Linked DNA regions of Mus musculus: region 1 is linked to region 2. Evidence: chromatin contacts called from public Micro-C data. All regions are on one chromosome and are shown on one strand. Each heading gives the region's core, a stretch centred on a gene start, on an enhancer-like site or on the middle of the called end of the contact. The rest is flanking DNA. Distances are from core to core; before and after follow the strand shown.

Region 1 (4,638 bases), core at 1,458-3,957, 70 kb before region 2:
AAATGTGTCTGTTGATTAGATTTATCCCAAGGGCAGAAAGATCCTCTTACCTTAAACTTTTGAGTGCTGACATATCAGGTTCCAGATCCCCTTTGTAATGAGGAGCTAAACAACAGATTCTCAGTCACACTGTGAAACTATTTCATGATTTACTATATCCTCACTACAGAAGATCGGATCTAGTTCTGTACCACACAGTGTTCTGAGTGAAATACTACTCCAAATTCCAGCCACCAATAGGACAGAGCTGGGAGAACATGAGCAATAATGATGGATGGATTTGGGTGTTCCCACGGGCTAAGGAATTAAAACAAAAATCTGCCAATGTACAAATCTGCAATATGATTCAATTATAAAATTCAGTTTTATCAGTCATAGAATAAAAGACGACTGACAAATAGATTTTTCACACTGTTTGGGCAGTCGTTCAGGAGTAATCCCTGGCAGATAGAAATCATATCGTGGGAATCTCTATAGACATGAAGAGCAGCTTCTTGCTTGCATTCAGCTTACAGAATTCCCACTAGGCAGCTGGCAGCGAAGGGCACTTGAGCCCGCAATCCACAATGATTCACACTGTCTGGGATTCCTGCTATAGAAGAAAATAGATGCCTAGTAACTCGTATTAATCTGGACTAATCAAGGTTACATGAGGACAAACAGAGACGTCCTGTGTCTTGGCTTTAGGGTTAGAGGAAAGTGAGATAATTCATGACACTGTTACCTGCACATGCGACCTTATCTGGGAAGAAAGCCTTTGCAGGTGTAATCAGGCTGGGGTGAAATGATACAAGAGGGGATAGGGCACCAGAGGCGGGGTGAGTCAGATTCAGAGATACAAGAAAAGATCGTCATGAAGATGGAGGCAGAGCTTAGAGAAGGGAATCTGTGAGGGACAAGGAACACTGAAAACCACCAGAATCGAGGATAAGACAAGGAGGGATTTTTCCCATGGCTGGCACAGAGAATATGGCCCTGCCAGAAACGTGCTTTCAGATGTTTCCTCGCCAGAATTACACGGGAATGTTCTTCTGCTGTTTCAAGTGACAGAGTTTAAGCATTCCGTTAAGGCATTGCTAGGACACTAACAAAACTTATGAAGAAGGGGGCTATTTTTTTCATCTTTTTTTTTTTTTTTGAGTTCATTGCAAAAGAAGCCTTTACAAATAACCTTAGTTGGATTTGTAGCATGGTTTTAAGCAGGATTGTGACACTTCAGTTCCCACTGAAGCTTTGTTGGAGGAGGGCAATGTTTCTAAAACGTGGAAGAATGAGAGGCGTTTCTCGAGTGGGGCTCTGTCTCAGCGACATGATGATGGGGAGGGGCATGAGTTACATTTGAACACAGTGGAACTTCTGGATAATCCTCTCCAGGAGACTACGTTTTTTGAACATTGTGCATGAAACTATTGCATGGAAGAGAATAATGCTTTTATGGGTCTCTGGGTGGGACTTAGAAGTGGGAAAACACCGGAAGTAAGGGATGAAGAGGCAGCCTAGTGGAATTGACCTTGCATTGTGCTTCCAAATGTCAAATTATGAAGTGTTAAATCCACTCTTATTTCATTGTTTTTGTTCACATTTCTGGAGTTAATTTTACTTGCATTTTACAGAAACACATCTCATTTGGAAGTAAAATCGAAATATAAACACAAGCTTTTACAACAGAAAGCACACAGTGTTCTTGGGGGATTCTATTTCTACTTAGGAGGGAAAGGCACAGGAGGTGTGCCTCAAAATTATGAACACACATTAAACCTATCAAGTAGCAGGGCATCTAGGATTGGGGCACTTAGAACAGGGGAGAAGAGAGAGCTTGTAAGTTATAGAGCTCAGATAATTGTATAGTACTTTTACAAATTCAGTTACAATAATTTTACCTTTTATTTCTCTCCCTTGGATAATAGGATAGGTCTAACCTGGCTTGTTTTTAAAAACATTTTGGAAGCTAATATATACAAAGTAGACAGTAATTGTATTAATAGAAGTTCAGCAAATGTCTTTTGGCACTCCAGGTTGAATTGTTAAAACACACTTAAGATCACCTGACTGCCTTTGTTTCCTGGAACTGGGGAAGGCTGGGTGAAGTGACTGCGGTGTGCTCAGATGTGAGCTCTGGTTCAGTAACGGGGACAATCCAGGACCTGCCTCAACCGTTGTGGAATTAGTTTATTTCTTGATGGGGAGATGTCCAATGGGCCAGACAGTGCTGTGAAGGGCCTATTTGGCTAGGATCATTTTCTGCCCCAACCCTGGAAAGTTTCTGTTGACTTTGCAGTTCTGCTGTGGTGCATAGGGGAAATCACTGCATTAAGAGAAAGAATTAGGGGTCTGAAGCAAATCTGTCCAATCTACCCAGTCCTTAATTCCTCCCACTGAAAAGCCAGCAGCTGGGGAGGAAGATAAATGGACATCCAAGACTCTTTGTGGCATACTTTAGCTGATGTATGTTCTAGAGTCAGGCAGCCAAGGTTTAAAACACATCTCCATGGCCTACAGGAGTTTTGTCCTTGACAGGTCATTTAACCCCTCTGAGATTTAGTGGCCCCAGTTGTGAAACAAGGAAAACATCAAGTTGAAAGAGTTTTAATAATTCGATGAGAAAAGGTACTAGACGCAGCTGATTCAGAGCAGATACTCAGTGAACTTCGGTTCTGTCTTATTAGATCAACAGTTCCCAGGCGTGAGTCAGACATCATCTACAGGCCTTGTTTAAACAGAAACAGAGGATGCCATACCAACTGTTACGCAATACCAAATGCTCAGCGCTGAGAGCACACGTATAAGCAACATTATGAAATGAGCAGTATTTCTGTATTTAGAAACACATGCACAAGGACAGGGTATACTAAAGAGTTTGGAGAGGGGGGAAAGGAAGGGGGAAATGACAGAATTGTATTATAATCTCAAAAAAAAATGACTAAAAATGAAAACAGAAACAAGGCCAGCAGGATGATGGCTCAGAAAGTAAAGGCACTTGCTGTTGATCCAGACAACCTGAATGGACTCCTGAGATCCATATGGTGCAAAGAGAAAGGAGAGCTCCTGCAAGCTGTTCTTGGATTGCACTGTCCATGTCTGTGGTGTAGGCTCTCACATAACAAAATATTAAAACACATATGCACACACACACACATACACACCAGAAACAGCGCCCTTGTATGTGGATTCTGTTGTGGGGTGGGAATGCCAGATAAGCATTGGTAGTAAGGTCCCTAGTGAGGCTACTAGTCTATCTAGGGGTCACACTTATTAAACTTCTGCTCTAGACCAGGATTTGGCAAAGCGCTTTGTTTGAGCCAAATGCAACCCACGCACATTTTAATAAAAAGCTTTATTGGAATACAATGTCTACAAAGATTTTTGCATGATAACCACATAGCCAAGTAGTTGTGGTGGATGCTACAGAGAAGGCTGGAATATTTAGTCTGTTTCTTCACAGGAAGTGAGCCTTGCTTCCCTGAGCTACCAGCTGGAACATCTCCCAAGAACTTTTGAGGACCTGAAAATTCATGTAAAATTTTTTTCCACCAAGAAGACTAAAGGCCTTCCATATCTGTTAGCAACTGCCATTATTATGGCCTAGAAAATACACTAAAGGTGCTCTGGTTTCAGAAAAAAAAAAGTTGTTTTTTTTTCCCTTTTCTGGCATGTGGAAACTTCTTCATTATTACCTGAGGTCACTATATGTATTCATTGCGTGTGATACCAAGGCAACCAAATACTCTGGTGTAAAAAATACCAGCCACAAATCCTGCTTTATCTTTGACGACTATTAAAAACAAGAAGAGTAAGAATAGCACTTTGATGAGTGTGACTCATTAGAACTAATGACAAAACGAATAGGACCTTCCTCATACCATACAGGCGCTTCTAAAGCAGGGGGCAGACCAAAGGTTCTTGAAACCAAAACCCAGCATATCTACTTGTTTGTTGTTTGTTCTGAGTTGGGGATCTCTAGAAAAGTCCCTGGATATAGGATCCTTTTTGTTTCCATGACATTCCAGCATGTTCCTGGGAGAATTTTGCCTTATTACATCTCTTGTTCTCAGATACCAAGTATGAAAAGATAAAAGGTCCCACCATGACATGCAGAACACACAGCTGCACGCTTTCCTGAGGAATCCACACACAGGGCTACTCTACTCTCAGTCACCATTCTCTCTGTGTGTTTGTGTTTGTTTCTGTGTTTGTTTTTGCTTCTGTATGTAATGGTGATCTAGATTCTGGTCTTAGTTTTCCTCTCTAGACAGGGAAATACCTGGCCCTCCCTTTCCTTCTCTGAAGTGGAGTGAAATAATAACATAGGTATATATGATAATACCTATAACAACATAGGCATAGCAAACATCAAGCAAGCCTACGTGTGAAAAGGCAGTGAAGTCTCCACAAACATTAGAACTTTGTTCTGCACTCACCACACTCAATATTCTTTGTGCTGTGAGACTCGGTGCCAAAATACAGTTCTCATCTCAAAGGAAAGAAGAGACAGCTTACTCTGGAGCCAAAGATGAGTGACCAGAGCTGGGGACACAGGATTGGGTCACCCTAAATTTCATGTTCCAACAGTGGTGCAAGTTTCAGGAGGCTTTCATGACAACACAATGAACATTTTTTCAGGTGCTTCTCAGCCATTCA
Region 2 (4,444 bases), core at 1,278-3,777:
GCCTGAGGTGCCACTGACGTGTCAAGTGGGGATGCCAACAGAGAACTTGGGTTTACATTTTGAGTCCTCTCTGAGGTGGGAGGGAGTAAATTTCCATGTGGGAGTTGAAGCCGTGGGAATGGTGACAGTTTTGAGGAAAGAGTAGAGAATGTAAGAACGGACCAGAGAGCCCTGAAAGGTCAGGAGGGAGAGGAGATGGATGTTCCAGAGAGACAGGAAGGGAGTGTCTGACACAGCCATGGGAAACAAGATAGAGCCTGGGTTGGAGGGAGAAGGGGATAGAGGAAGGGAAGGACCTGGCCCCTTGGACTCAGACAATGGCAGTGAATGTGGGAGAAAGGCTGGACTGAGTGATGACAGAGAGGAAACCGTGAGTCGTGGGGAGCTGATGTAGCGGGAGTCAGAGAGGACCACACGGGTCTTCATGAATGCTGAAGAGACTGAAGTGTGGAGAGGTAACTGGCTGGCATCCCTGTAAGCCTGTCTGTAAAGCCCAGACAGACAGACAGACAGACGGATTTCATCTCTACTCTGAGAAGTCAGTTGCCAAAACCAATTCTAGTATCTAACAGAAAATCTCCCTCTTGCCCTGGATCTAAAGGCCCACTCCACTGCTACAGTGACTATGTTCTTCCATAGTTGAATTGATCCCATTTCAGAGCACCTCATTGTGCCTGGCACTGGGCTCATGTCATCTATAGAATAGGCTTTATGGCTTGCCTTCCTCCGGGCACTGAGGTGAATATGAACTTCAGACATATTTTGCATTAAAAAGTTCTTTGAAGTGAAAGAAAGAAGAGCCAGACAGCTGTGTGGGCATAAGCATCTCATAGAAACTCAACTCGTTTTTGGCATTGCCTGTGCATTTAAAACAACACCCGCAGGCCTGCAGAGTCCTGGGTCAGTCAACGGCTTGCCTTGTCCTTTACTGGCACTAAGTTGCCACATTGTGTTGGCTTACTGTCCAAAGTAGGCCCTGTGGCTGCTGCTTCCCTTTAGTGGCACAGCATGCAGCAAGGGTGACCTTTAACTTAGACAGTAACGCATGTACCTTTGCATTTATTTTCTCAGTGGAAGATCAGGCATCATTTGCTGTCAGGACCCTGATTCCAATACTTATCCCTTCCACCAGGTCTCAGTTTTCAACCTCCAAATGAAAGTGTATCCCCAACACTGAGGGTAGCTATGAGTGTAAGCAAATCAAAATTCTGTTTATACTTTGAAATCACACGTTATATAGTGTGATTTATATGCAGAGGTTGTTTAATTTGGAAAGAAAAAGAGAAGCTAATGATTTTTGTTTAAGTCACTCAGTTAAGGGAATTCCATGTAACTCGGTATTCCCGCATGCTTTTAATTTGGCCTAGTGCTATTTGCCTTAGTTTGTGTTTGCTCCTTCAGGGTGAGTCCTTAAAAGTGATGTTTTTTTTTTTAAATTTAAAATGGTAACTTTTATTTAAAATCCTAATGATTGCCCTAAAACAAAGCAAAAGCAAAACAAAAGAAGCAAGCAACAGTTTAGCTCAGCGACAGTGAATTTAATATCCAAAACATAGTGTCTACGAGAAAGTCCATTTTACTGAAGAGCTTGCCCTTTTTTATTTCGTGTGTACAGATTCAGAGTCCTACCCAAATGTTAGTTTGTTATTTTATTATTAACTATCTTAAATAATGCTGCTTGGCAAAATAACTCCTGGAAAATGGCTTTTAAGAACTGTAGTGAGGAGAAAATGATTCTATTTTACATTAGAACATAAGTGATTGAAAGAGCATTGTGCAAACTATGAACTAATATGTAAGAAGAGCTAAGAAAAAGCGGTTGGCATTCTCCCTCTTTGACTGCTCTGAAGTCTGAAGGAATTATGGGATGTTCTTAGGTCAGGGACCAGTGAAAGTGAATCCAGTTCAAAGGAGAGCAGAAAACTGCACAAGGGGCCATTTTATGAAATACAGTGTTTGCAGTAGTGTCCTTATTAAAACAGCAGATGTCTTATGGTCATTATGGTGATGGTATCATACCAAAACAATTCTATGATAAGCTAGTTGGTTACCAAGACATCTGAAGACTCTCTTTGTCTATAAACAGACTTCCTGCTACTGATCAATCAAATGTCCCTGCGGGGTGAGGAGAAAACATGGACTTCACATTCTCCGGATACTGTCAGATGTTCAGTATAACGAAGTTCTTAAGCAAAAATATATCACCACTTTCAAGATAGAAACCAAAGTTCCAGAGACGTTAACTTGACTAAAGATTGTAGTTAGTTGAATTAATAAAAGGATCAAAGTATTGTATCATATAAATAAGCTACCCTATAAGAAACAGACCTGAAATGTGAATTTTTAATACATGTGAAGATGTTGACCTTGCCAGAAATCCCCAGGCCCTGACTTCTTCCACAAGAGGGTCTGCAGAGCACACGGATAATTCCATAGAATGAGTCTACGATTCTGCATTCTCCAGAGGATAAATAGTCAGTCATTCTGTATGACTCAGAAAAATGCAAATGGACCAGCTTCTGCAAAAGCCTGCCCTTGATGCAAGCCTGGGACAGACCACAGCCAGCATGGCTGACCACAAATATTAGACAGTGCATGCCAGTGGCTTCTTCTGAAAAGATACAGCTTTTCCTAGCTGCTCAGTGTTTCCAATAAGGAACACCCTTAAAGGGAACAATATATAAACACAAAAATAATTTTTCATTTAGCATAAACCAAAATATATGCAAAAATAATATTAATAATATTACTATTAGACTATATAAGAATTTAAGGGAAAGGGGCTTATGGAATGATAGAATATATAGTTCACAAAGATTTCTTGTGCCATGTAATATTAGTACCAAATTAACTATTAGAAGACAAGGATATTTAAATATTAAAATAAATGCATTTATATAAAACTTATATAATTTATGTAAATTATATAATTATATTTATGTAGAAATGAATATATTATAAATATGCATCTTACAGAAACAGAACATATTATTCTTTTGAGTATATTTGATTATATAGTTGGCTACCAAAAAGGGCCCCAAACAAAAAACATTAATATAGAGAGCAGAAAATTTCCAGGCATTACTTTATTATTGTAAGCTTTTATTAAATGTGTTATTAAAATAACACTTTCATTAAAAATGATTGAAATTATTTAACTTTAAATATCTTAAAAAGAATGCTCAAATAACTCAGAAGAAAGTAGAAGCCAGACATGAAAAAAAGATGTTTACAAAGGATCAATACTCCTTACAGCTACATTTATAACACATCAAAAGTGGGAGCATCCCAGATCTTTAACAGGTAACTAGAATAACCACAGTGTGTCCGGACCAACACCGGGAAACTACTTGGCAATACAGTAGAGTGAAGCACTGAGCTATGTCACAATATGGATAATCTCAAGAGTGTATTGTGTCCAAGAAGCCCGGCATAATGAATATGTACTATTGATCCCATGCATGCAAAATTCAAGAACAGACAACTCTGGGATGCCAGGAAGCAGGCCACTCGATCCCTAACAGGGCACAGGACGAAACTATTCAGGGTGATGGCTGTGTATTTGATTGAGGTGAGAAGCATGGTATAAGTAAATACCATGCGTATAAGGCTAATTAGTATATGTATAATTATCATAGACATGTATAATTAGTGATTTTTACAGGTGGCAAACATACTGTTTGAGCATACAGCAGCTGAATGTGGTGCTTTGAATAGGGATGGCCACCACAGATATAGATTTCAATAAGGTCATTAGTGAGAGGCACTATTTGACAGGGATTACAATGTGTAGCTTTGCTGGAGTAAGTAGGTGTGGCCTTGCTGGAGGAGGTGTGGCCTTGTTGGAGGAGGTATGTCACTGGGCGTGGGCTTTGGGGTTTCAAATGCTAAAGCCAGGCCAAGTATGTGTCCCTCTCTTCCTGAGCCTACAAATCCTGCTTAATAGAACTCTCAGTTCCTTCTCCAGCACCATGTCTCCCCTGTGCTACCATGCTCCCCGCCATGATGACAATACACTAAACCTTTGAACCTGTGAACAAGTCCCAGTTAAAGACTTTCCTTTAGAAGAGTTTCCAAGGTCAGGTGTCTCTTCACAGTAATAGAATTTTGACTAAGACATTAAACACCATTGATTTTTTTTTCAAACATGATTTTTTTAGCAGAACCCTGGGCCATGTGTTCTTAGTACCTGTAGTTCATCTTCAGGCTACCTAGGAGGAACTTAAGATATAATTATAGCACAATCTTAAAACTGGACAATTTCAGATATTCCTTTCCACTTTATTTATTTATTGAAAGATGTATTTATTTTTATTTTATATATACAAGTGCCTGCAGGTGTACATATGTGATGTATGCATATCTGGTACCCATGGATGCCAGAAAAGAGCCTTGGATCCCTGGAATTGGAATCACAAACTGCTGTGAGCCACACCGTATATGT

The links. Hi-C and Micro-C count contacts between places; a contact is called where the count stands out from the background.
Region 1: a contact with region 2 is called in a Micro-C map of granulosa cells, with 1.6 times the contacts expected there. The contact joins two enhancer-like sites. A contact is called at or near these places in 4 of 484 Hi-C or Micro-C datasets (granulosa cells, nephron progenitors, pancreatic cancer cells and 1 more).

The regions. Positions count from the first base shown.
Region 1 is chr3:145,266,345-145,270,982 of GRCm38.p6, reverse strand. No RefSeq gene overlaps it. Among named protein-coding and RNA genes, the nearest start is that of Col24a1, 24 kb to the left of the region's middle. Within about 2 kb of position 2,707, at least 35 of the 459 cell types and tissues checked have an H3K27ac peak or open chromatin away from gene starts, as enhancers often do. A contact at or near this core is called in granulosa cells and pancreatic cancer cells, where this site is marked.
Region 2 is chr3:145,196,339-145,200,782 of GRCm38.p6, reverse strand. No RefSeq gene overlaps it. Among named protein-coding and RNA genes, the nearest start is that of Odf2l, 80 kb to the right of the region's middle. Within about 2 kb of position 2,527, at least 19 of the 459 cell types and tissues checked have an H3K27ac peak or open chromatin away from gene starts, as enhancers often do. A contact at or near this core is called in granulosa cells and pancreatic cancer cells, where this site is marked.